Regions from separate parts of the Danio rerio genome. Here region 1 is linked to region 2. The links are chromatin contacts, called in public Hi-C maps. All regions are on one chromosome and are shown on one strand. The core of a region is the stretch at or near the end of the contact, and the rest is flanking DNA. Distances in the headings are between cores, read along the strand shown. Region 1 holds the start of ackr3b (atypical chemokine receptor 3b). Region 2 has its middle 43 kb from the start of ackr3b.

Region 1 (5,221 bases), core at 215-2,714, 43 kb after region 2:
AGGCTTGTTTATTTTCATTCCAAATCAACCCGCTGTTTTTGACCCCGGAACACGGTTAACGCCTGACCTTAATATCATTAAAGGAAATATGAGAAGAGACACAGCTGCTCTTAATGCATCCTGTGATCTAGAGTGCTGCAAGATTCCCCAATCTCCTCTGAAACATACATATTTTACAGCTTTCCACTTTGACATCATTAAGGAGACAGAGAGGGCAGCGTAAACCTCTGACCTGACTTACCAGGTGCAATTGAAAAAAATCAGGTGCCATAAAAAGTGATGGTCCATTACAGACGGCCCCAAGCACCACAATCACGTCCCCTAGCCTTGTTGTAAAACTGCTGCATTTACACAGCTCAAACACAGCGGCCCCTCACCTGATCTCACAGCCCCAGGCTGCGAGCACACTTGCCCGCACAAAGAGTTAGCTGTGCGGACACACCGACTCTCCATTCAGTCCCTCCTTCCCCCTCTCTCCCTGTCTCTTTCACTTGAAGTCTCTAAGTTTCCTTGAAACTCAGTATTGTCTCAGTCCAAAGTGTTTTGCAAGCATAGAAGGAAAATATCAGCCATGGTAAAAGCATTCATTCACTTCATTGTAAGTGTAATTGTGAAAAAGGAACAAAAGCATGGGGGGTAAAACAAATCCCTTGTTTGGATACTGGATGGAAACTAGATACCAGGATGAATTATAGAAATGTAAATCAATTATTTTACATTAACTTTCAGATTTGTGTTCACTGGAAAGAAATAATCATATATATGTGTGTGTCTAAAATAAAATAATTTAAGTTGCCTGTCTTAACATTTACTGAGGAGTTTTAACAGCAACGAAAACTGCTCATCATTAAAATTTTGTCCCAGATTTACAAACATTTCACAAAACAATATAAAACTCAAGCATAACAACCTCATTATTTACATTAGTTGATTTACATGATTTTTTTTTTCAAAACAAACCAAAAAGAGTTATTCTACCTAACCATATTCAAGGTTCTACTGGTAAAATACACTTAATATCTGCATTATGTAAGCTTAAAAAGTATTTGTTTATGTTTCATGAAGTAATATTATTGGACAATGGTATTTAAAGGGACGAATACGCGGGATGGCACACTGATAATCCACACATCTCCAGCTGAGAGATTCAGGCTCGGTTAATTTGTTTTTAAATGTGCCTTTTTAAAAGTATAGAATCAAAGCAAGTTGGTTTTGGGATCTAATTTAAATCTGATATCTTCTAAACATCTTACAGAAGTATAATCATACAGTATATGGTCCGATACGAGCGCAAAACAGCTGCATTTTAAAACAAAATCTCTCACACAAATAAACACAAACGAACAAAACGATAAAATGAACTTACGATGTGGTTTGGTGCTCCTAGACGTTTAATCAAGCCTTTGGTAATGAGATTCCGATGCCTGGAGAAAATGTCAAAGTCTTGTAGATATCCGTACGAGAGAGAGGATGGCGTGATTGTCCCTCTGCGCTCTGACTGCACTTGCTCATATAGTGCTGAGAGTTACGCCTCCCGAGGCAGATCGGAAAAGTGAATCACTCAAGTTTCTGTCCAACAACAATGTGAATGGCGGACGTGCGACACATCGGATTTCCACTCCCATTTTAAATAGCAATCCACACAAAAAAATCTGTTGGAATAACAGAATAAGCTTTTGTGTTTTTGTTTTCACACGAGAGTTGTTTAGAAAAATCAAAGCAGCATATCCATGCGAAAGTTTCATTGAGGACTTGTAAAATCCTTACACAAGGCTGAATGTACACATATTAGCATTATTTATTACCTATTTAAATGAAGCATATACATATGAATGTTTGTTTGTACATATGTATATAGGCTACATGTATGTTTGCTCTATTTAATCTATAGTTTTTGTTGGGTGACATTTTGAATTAGCCATTAGGCTATATCGTTACTATAACAAAAAAACATTTTGCATTGCTAACATATTAAAATTCACTTTTTAGGCTAGGTTATTAGGCAGAAATTGACATTGTCATTTGAATGTACCAGTTAATGTTTTATTATAATGTTATTATCATTATTTACAGTGCTCAGCATAATTGAGTACACCCTATGTTTATTATTTATTCATTTTCTTTCTGCTTAGTGCCTTTATTAATCAGTGATCACCACCTATAGAGCATGTCTTTGGACTGTGGGGGAAAACGGAGCAACCGGAGGAAACCGACAATAACACATAGAGAACATGCAAACTCTATACAGAAATGCCAACTGATCCAGCAGATGCTCGAAAAAGCAACCTTCATGTTTTGTCTTGCTGTGAGGCGATAGCCACAGTGTAACCGCGCTACCAATATTTCTTCATGATGCTAGAAAAAGAGATTCAATGTATTGGGAATGTAAAGGGATTTCTAAGCAATTAAAACAGTTAATATATGCTCCTCCCTTGACATTTTTCCATAAAAAACGTTTGTATATATGCATTTCCTGTAGTAAAGGTGCATTTAATAACTCTTCTTAATAACTAAAATTGGACAAATATGTGCAATATATTTAAATGTAATTTGATAATTATGTGCCTTCTCTGTTTTATCTTTATTTATTTATTGTTTTTATTTTTCTCATTTAATCTTCATTTGTTAAGGAATGTGAAGTGATTTTGTTGTATATTAAAACCACATGCTGGTTCTTGTTAATAAAGCAAAAAAATAAAAAAATAAAAATTTAAATTCGCCGCCCACACCCCATTTTAAAAATTAATATTTGTATCCATTTCTCAGTGAATAGGCAATGTGTTTTGGTGCATTTAAACAAAACAGATTAATTAAACAGATATTTTTATTAAAATAATATTTTAGTTACCAAACAAATTGAAAGATCAAACAATTAATTCAAGCAAAATATTGCAAAAGAAATTACAACCTACAAAATGTTTAAGTTTTTTTGTTTTTTCTTTTCTTTTGATTTTTTCTCTTTTTAAAACTTGTATTTAAAATTTTTCGATAACATAAATCTGGGTACACTAGTTTTTGGACCATTATCGTAAGTTATTTTGTTAGATAAGCTCCAGATTTGGATTAAGTACTAAGTAATCTATATTGTACTGTATATGCACGAATAAAAATACAAATATGAATTTAAAAGATAGATTTGTGAGGAGTGTACTTCTATATGATGAGCACTGTAGCTAGTTTGTTAATGGATAATAATAAATTAAAATATTTAAATTATTATGATAATTGTTAGAATTACTTACACTCTATCAAATGGATTAATTGTTTATTTTAGTTCATGCTTCAAGGTAAAGTATTTTAGAAAATGTGGCTTGCAACATGTTGTAAGTTGTAACAGGTGAATTTTGTTTTGTTGTTACTTTTTTCCTGTCCCACAACTGTTTCATTCTTTTTGCATCCTCTTGGCAATTCCTCAAAGACTTCCAGGCAGCATGCTAAATTTATGCTCGAGGAAGCTCACCTGTTCCGAATCTTCAGCTGGCCTCTGTTTAGCTTTATATGTTCTGGCTAACAGCCAGTACCTAGGCTATTGTATGTGACTCAAGCAAAGCGGAAATTTAAATGAAACGTACTTAAGGATATCAATGCAATCTTGATGAGAGTTAAGCACTATAGAATGATGCATTTGATTGTAGAAGCATAAACACTAATAGTGCATTGATCCAACTGCAAAACATGATTTGGCTTCCTCTGGCAATGTGAGGATACTGATGGAAATGAGATAAGCCTTATGAATGCAACAGTAACCACAACATTACATGGAAAGTTTTAAGCCTTTACCACAATTATTTTTTGATTGTGTAATTTGGACAGAGATGGATCAGGGTGCTCATTCATGTAAACAAATTAAATTAGCCTGAACACCTGTCTGAACAATACACCCCAACAACCCACCTCTGAGATGGACAAATACACATTTAGCACATGCGCACGTACAACGAGTTTCTCTCATAACAGTTTCCACATTAAAGGCAATTCACAACAGACTAAACAATAGTTCAGTGGTCTCAGTCTGAAAAGACCATGCAGGGTTGAAACCATCAGGTCTTTTTGTGTGAAATATGCATAGAAATACAGAAGTTGAAAGACATTTGTTTTTAGTTAAGGGCGTAGTCTGGTAAACTGAGACCTGTTCTAAATTAAAGATTGTTAAAATGGTCTTTCCATCTTATTAAGTTTTCACTGCAGTCTTTTCTTTCAGTCTGGAAGGCAAGGAAAGCTTTTCACTAAATAACATTGGTTTTGGATTAAAATACTTGTGTGGGTGTCTATAAAAAATGTCAAATGTTTTTGACAGCCTCAATGTTGACAGTTTTATATACAAATTGCATTACAGAGTGGAGCCAATAAGAAAAAAGTCATATGCATAAATTTAAAACTAAAAGTAATCAAGAACAATTTTTGGTTTTCCAAAAGAAGTTTCACAATTAAAATGATGTGTATTTTGCAATGTAACTTACCAAATTGGTAACAAAAAATATTCATATTTTTATTTTTTAATCTTGTTGTTGGTGCAAACACATCAGAGTTTTATTATTTTAAAAACAAAAATGTTCCCCTATAAATTATAATATCAAATATGTACAAATTTAGTCAATGTTAAATTTTCTCCAAAGAGATGGGGAAATATTGGGGAGTGCGGGGCAACGCTGGGTAAAATGTAACACAGAGTTTTAAGGTACTTGCTCAGGGTTAACAATGGCATGCTTCAGAGGTTTTCACCCCAGTGTCGGCAGATGTCTTCCTGCCAGTTATTGAAAAAGTTCAGCAAAATTTGGATGAGAAACATAGGAAAAACCATTTTTGCAGCATAAAAGTATTTTTATTATAGTCAATATTTTTTTATTTAAAAAAAATCTGTGAAATATGTAAGTAAAATTTTAGATTGTTGTGATTACCATCTTCTAGGCTAAAAGATGGAACCATTTTGAATGATGTAAAACACACAGTGACCGCTAGCCAGTTTTGACGAAAACACGACACAGCGGGGTTAGTTGTAACAGGGTGTTACAATTAGGCCACACTGTGTTGGAGACCAATATGCCAAAATAATTGTTGAATTTTGAGAGTAATTTTGAGTAATTTTGAGTAATTTTGATATATATATATATATATATATATATATATATATATATATATATATATATATATATATATATATATATATATATATATATATTTTTTTTTTTTTTTTTTTTTTTTTTTTTTTTTTATTGCTAAT
Region 2 (5,253 bases), core at 1,092-3,591:
TTAACTTGTTATTGCAAGTTTGAAATGACAAGAAAAGAAACCAGAATATACTTGCTGGATTGCAAAAAAACAAACAAATCAGAATAGCAGAACTAACAATCACATTTATGTAATTCATTTATGTTATAAAAATTGATGTAATAAGAATTTAGTGTATCACAATTCTGTCCTTATATAATGTAGTTCTGACATACAGGAGCTCAAGTTAGGAGCTCTTTTAAAGGGCACCAATGATAAAAATCATCATTTGTAAGCTGTTTGGACAGAACTGTGAAGGTATAGTGTATAGGTATAGTGTATAGGTATAGTGTGTTGTGGTGATATAAAGATAATAAGTATTTTATTTGAAATTTCTTGATGTTAAAACAGGATCCATATCCCTCCCATTTTGAGGCCTACTGCAACGTGTTATAGGAGTGCAGTTTCCCCGCCCATCAAATTAATTGACAACTGCGTATTAACATGTCTCTATAGTAACGCGTATAATCATTTCAACAAGACAGGATGTGTGCAAAGCAACTGGTATTAAAAGATCTCTTCAGCTCTCTGTGATCATCAATCATCATCAAATGTGATCAAGAATGATTTGGACAAGTTTAAAACGTTTCTAAAACAATGCATGTTTGAAATGTATTACAGCGATTTTACCGTCTTTACCACCACAGCCGCATGTCGGCACAATTATAAAAGAAGATGCTTCAATCTCGGTTTATGGAACTTAAATCAGGTTTATTTTGTACATTAACATAACGGATATCCATACAACAATATACCCAACATGCATCCTGTCATATTTGCCATGCAAAAACAGTGCAAAGTTAAACACATGCTGTGTGTGTTTGTATGTCCACTGTGTGTATGTGTGTGCATAAACTTTGTAGCGACATTGCGCGTGACTCATCGTTGCAACTGCACAACAATTACATCAAATAATCATTGGGAAAGTTTTCTTACTGTAGTATTTCTACCAAACGTTATGTGAGATCTGCTTCCTTCATGTCTATCACTGTGCTGTTTATCTGACGCAGCTAATGCCGAGTTCAAACTGCATGATTTTAGCCCCGATTTTGACTCGGCGACAGGTTTTGAGAAATCACCGACAAATGCCTCAAATCACAAGCAAATCGGTGCTTATTCACATAAGTAAAAATCACACAGTATGAACTATCAAAGACACAAACTGAGAGAATCGCAGATGAATCTTTGACATCTGTGAGATTTTTGACGTGCTTATGCTCATGTCGTGTGAAATGTGTTCTGATTGAAAATAACATAAACGATCACCTACAGCCTACGAGACAGCAGCATCCAATGCTGTGGGTACCTGCAAGCCAGTGAAAGGTTGGGGGAGAAGTTAAAAGCACCCTTTTTCAGTTCATTTGGACCCAAGAAATTGAGGAACAACTACTGGATATTTGGCAGGAGCACCGTCTGTTGGACATGTCATCTGTGCAATACCACAACCAGGTCAAAAATTTTAAGAAGTTTAAGAGAAATTGCTCCCTTCAAAGCCAGGTGACCAAAATAAATACATTTTCTACCCCACTAAAGGCTTCTTTCTCATTATGTACTTAATAACAAGATATATATTGCATAACCTTGCGTTGTTTCCATGTCTTCTCACCTGTGTTTGATTGTGAAACATAGTTTGGACAAAGTTGTCGGCGATTTTATTGGCATGAAGTGAACCACCCCGTCGCCGATTCATCTTGCAGTGTAAACAAAGCACTGATGGACTGCTAGCCCAGATAGTCATGCAGTCTGAACTCGGCATAAGGCGGAGATTGAGGCACACTCTGACAGGCACATGGAAACAGTGGGCGGGGAGATGTAGCATTAAATGCACAGGCAACAAAAACAGCTACATTGTGCTCAGAGCAGAACATTCCAATATTTTAAAGGCTATAATAAAAAATCTGATGGGTGTTTGGAGCTGAAACTTTATAGACACATTCTGAAGACACAGAAGACTTCTCTTAAATCTTGAAAAAGCGGTAAAACATGTGTCCTTTAAAGACTGCAAGATATAAACTCAAATAAATATAAATTCTTAGAAGATATTCAGAAATGTGAGATACCAAATTAGAAATACCTTATTTAAAAATAAGCACATATGCAAACAACACAATACACATCTGCATATTCTTATAAATAAAACATACATTTGTTAAAAAAAATAAAAATAAATCTGATATTTAACTCTTAGCTGTACGCAGCACAGGGCGCATGGCAGAGTGCAGAAGATCCCTGTGACACAACAGAATTTATTGTATCCTCCTGCAGACCTCTGTATTATTCCAGCGTCTCATCGGTGCTCTGTCAACATGCAGCCGGGCTGCTGAAAGACGTATTTGTTAGGCGGTGACAGTATCAGTGGGCTCATATCATGTTTGCATATTTGTCTCTGTTTGACAGCGGCTGACAAAAGCGGGGGCCTGAGGTTAAATCCTGACGTATTGAGCTTCCCCGAACAAGAGGAGCGTGGAGTGACATGTCTCAGACCCCCATACATCACTCTTTCTGTCACACATTTTGTTGTCCTCTGCTCTCCCTCTTTCTCTGGCCTTCTTTATCTCAGTGTTTCTATTCTATTTCCCTGCATCTGCCTTTTCTCAATTCACAAGCTGTTTTGATCGACACATTCCTTTGTTTTTCCAAGTTCTGTCTTCATCGGAGTTCATTTTATAGACTCTTATTTCTTTTTTTTTCTTTTTTTTTGTCTCCTGCACACATATTTCATTTATTTCCTCAGAGCTTGCATCAGTAGCCATCCATATCTGTATATTTTTAGAAAGCTACTGTTACTTCTGTCTATTTTTTTGTCAATGGCAAGCCTTTTTAACATTTAGACCCACATAGCAAAATTTCTCTGGCCCAGCTCTGGCCCACACAATCAGGTTTTGCTTGGCCCACATGCCGCAGTGAATTACGGTACATGACTGGACCAAATCTGGCTTCCAGACAAGAGCCAAACACGGACCATATCTGGGCCAAGTTTCAGCCAAGTTAATAACTCATAACTGGGCCTGAACTGGGCCAGATAGTTTGGTGTGTCACGGTTGCAATGAAATTGATAAACCCATGGAGTGATGCGCTTTAGGCACACTATGGGCATGCTTTTTCTCAAAGTGACCTGATTGGTAGATTTTTTTTTTTCTTTACTCAAAAATTATTTTAGTGTATTTTAAATGTGGGTCAAGACTGGCCAAACTTACATGGCCCACTTATCAAATTTTTAAATCTGGGCCAAATACTGCGTTTTTCATCTGGCCCAAATCTTGTGTGCCGCCTTAAAGACGGTGCCACCTCTGCCAAACCCGGGCCATGTTTGGCACACATGCTGTGTGCCAGTGCCGGATGAATGCCTGCTGTGCCAGCTTTTTGCCAAATCTGGGCCAGAATTCTTTGCTTCTAGGGGAGCTACAGTAGATTCTTATATATTTAGTAAGCTTTTTAGAAACTATTTCTAATTTAAAATGTTACTGGTAAGATTGCGTTATATTTTATAATAGGGGGAAGGGGGTAAGGGGGTGCAGTTGAGAACCGGGATAGGATGCAGCGGGTTTTGGGCGACCGCTTCGATCGGGTACTGTACCACAGTTGGCAACCCCGAAGTGTTTACAGACTGTAAAATGGGGGGTGGATGAAATTACAGGAGTTTTTTAGGAAGAAATAAAAAGGGCATGGTTGCGGGAGACTGGTCTGAAATACGGGATAATCCCATGAAAAACGGAAGTGTTGGCAGGTATGCTTACCAGTTTAATAATGATTTGATCTGCTATAGTTAGAAATCAGACTGTTATTAGCTTCAAAGCGCAAGAGCTTATTATGCAGTTCTGTCGCCATCTTGTGGATAATAAAAGTCAACCGTCTCAGGTCTACACTATGGCAGGCTAACCGTACGTTCACACCGAAAGCGGCGAGAGCGTCGAAGTAGCCGGAAGTCATTCATTTTCAATGAGAGCCGGCGGCGATAAGCGGCGAGGAGCAGCGCGGCGCGTCTTTGCCGGCGTGAGTGTCGAGGAGAGTTGAAATGAAGTCAACTTTATGGTAATGAGCTATGACGCGGTTCGGCGGCAAGCAATCAGAATGAAGACGTCCATCGCTTGATAGCAGTTCAGAGAACACAGACCTGTGAACTTTGGTTCCGACCACAGTTGTTCCCAAGGGTTTGATTATTGCGGTCGCCAGATTTCCAATTATTTAAATTTTTTCCTACAGGAACATACATTAAATAGGTTACTGGCGAGTTACTGATGTTCATTAATGATATATAAATTTATCTTAAAAAAGCAGGAATCTCACGCGATGTGACAGTACAAAACAGTACTGCTGCTTCAGGATATTTCAGACATATGGACACATATTGGATAAATAGAGCAAAGCCACACCAAACACAACTTGATCTTCCATTGTTGTAGGAATTTGATAAGAAGTGCGCAACATTTTCACGCTAGAAACATGTTTTATGCAGGAATGTAACTGATATGCTGCAACGGCTCCTTTAAATATGAGATCAATGTAGCAAGTTTTGACGCTCTCGCCGCAGGAGCTGAAGGCAGAGCGTTGTCGCCAGGGTGGCCAGAGCGACCTTGGGCGCTCTCGCCGCTTTAGGTGTGAACGTACGGTAATGGCCTTCGACGAGCACTCTAAGAAATTATAAATATTTTAAAATAGGCACTATTTTTACAAATAAACTGCATAGTTGCAATCTAAACAACTATATTCTTGACTAAACAAGCCTCAAAATTATATTTTGTTGTCTAATATATAAATATATAACAATATCGGTAATATTTGTCAAACTGTAGTGTCTCTGCTTGTTGGCTGTATGTGGGTGGAGTAATACACAAAGAGTAAAGAGGCTGTATGGGTGCTGATATTAAATATATATAATGGCTATCAGCCAATCAGATTCGAGAACCAGACAGGACTGTTGTATAAATATATATATATATATATATATATATATATATATATATATATATATATATATATATATATATATATATATATATATATATATACATATATATATATATTTAAAGGCATTGCATAAGATGAGTAAAAGAAAAGTTATTCATGTATAATGAATAACTATTGTATTAATTAGGCAGTATTTAATGAAAAATTACCAGTATCAAACAAATTCATATTTAATAAATGCTTACTTGTAAAGGTAATAAAATGACTCTAGTCACTATTACAATTCTGCAATTATACTACCCAAACACCACCTTCCCCCTCCTCAGA

What was found. A called contact is a pair of places that touch in the nucleus more often than the background predicts.
Region 1: a Hi-C map of an unstated tissue shows a contact between it and region 2, with 2.2 times the contacts expected there. The contact joins the promoter of ackr3b here to the enhancer-like site in region 2. A contact is called at or near these places in 1 of 18 Hi-C or Micro-C datasets (an unstated tissue) and 1 of 4 datasets of contacts at active chromatin or transcription factors (gastrula embryo).

The regions. Positions count from the first base shown.
Region 1 is chr6:16,725,561-16,730,781 of GRCz12tu, forward strand. It overlaps ackr3b (atypical chemokine receptor 3b), which reads right to left and starts at 1,465. Exons shown (of 2, transcript NM_001083832.1): 1 at 1,367-1,465.
Region 2 is chr6:16,681,305-16,686,557 of GRCz12tu, forward strand. No RefSeq gene overlaps it. Among named protein-coding and RNA genes, the nearest start is that of ackr3b, 43 kb to the right of the region's middle. Within about 2 kb of position 2,342, at least 12 of the 62 cell types and tissues checked have an H3K27ac peak or open chromatin away from gene starts, as enhancers often do.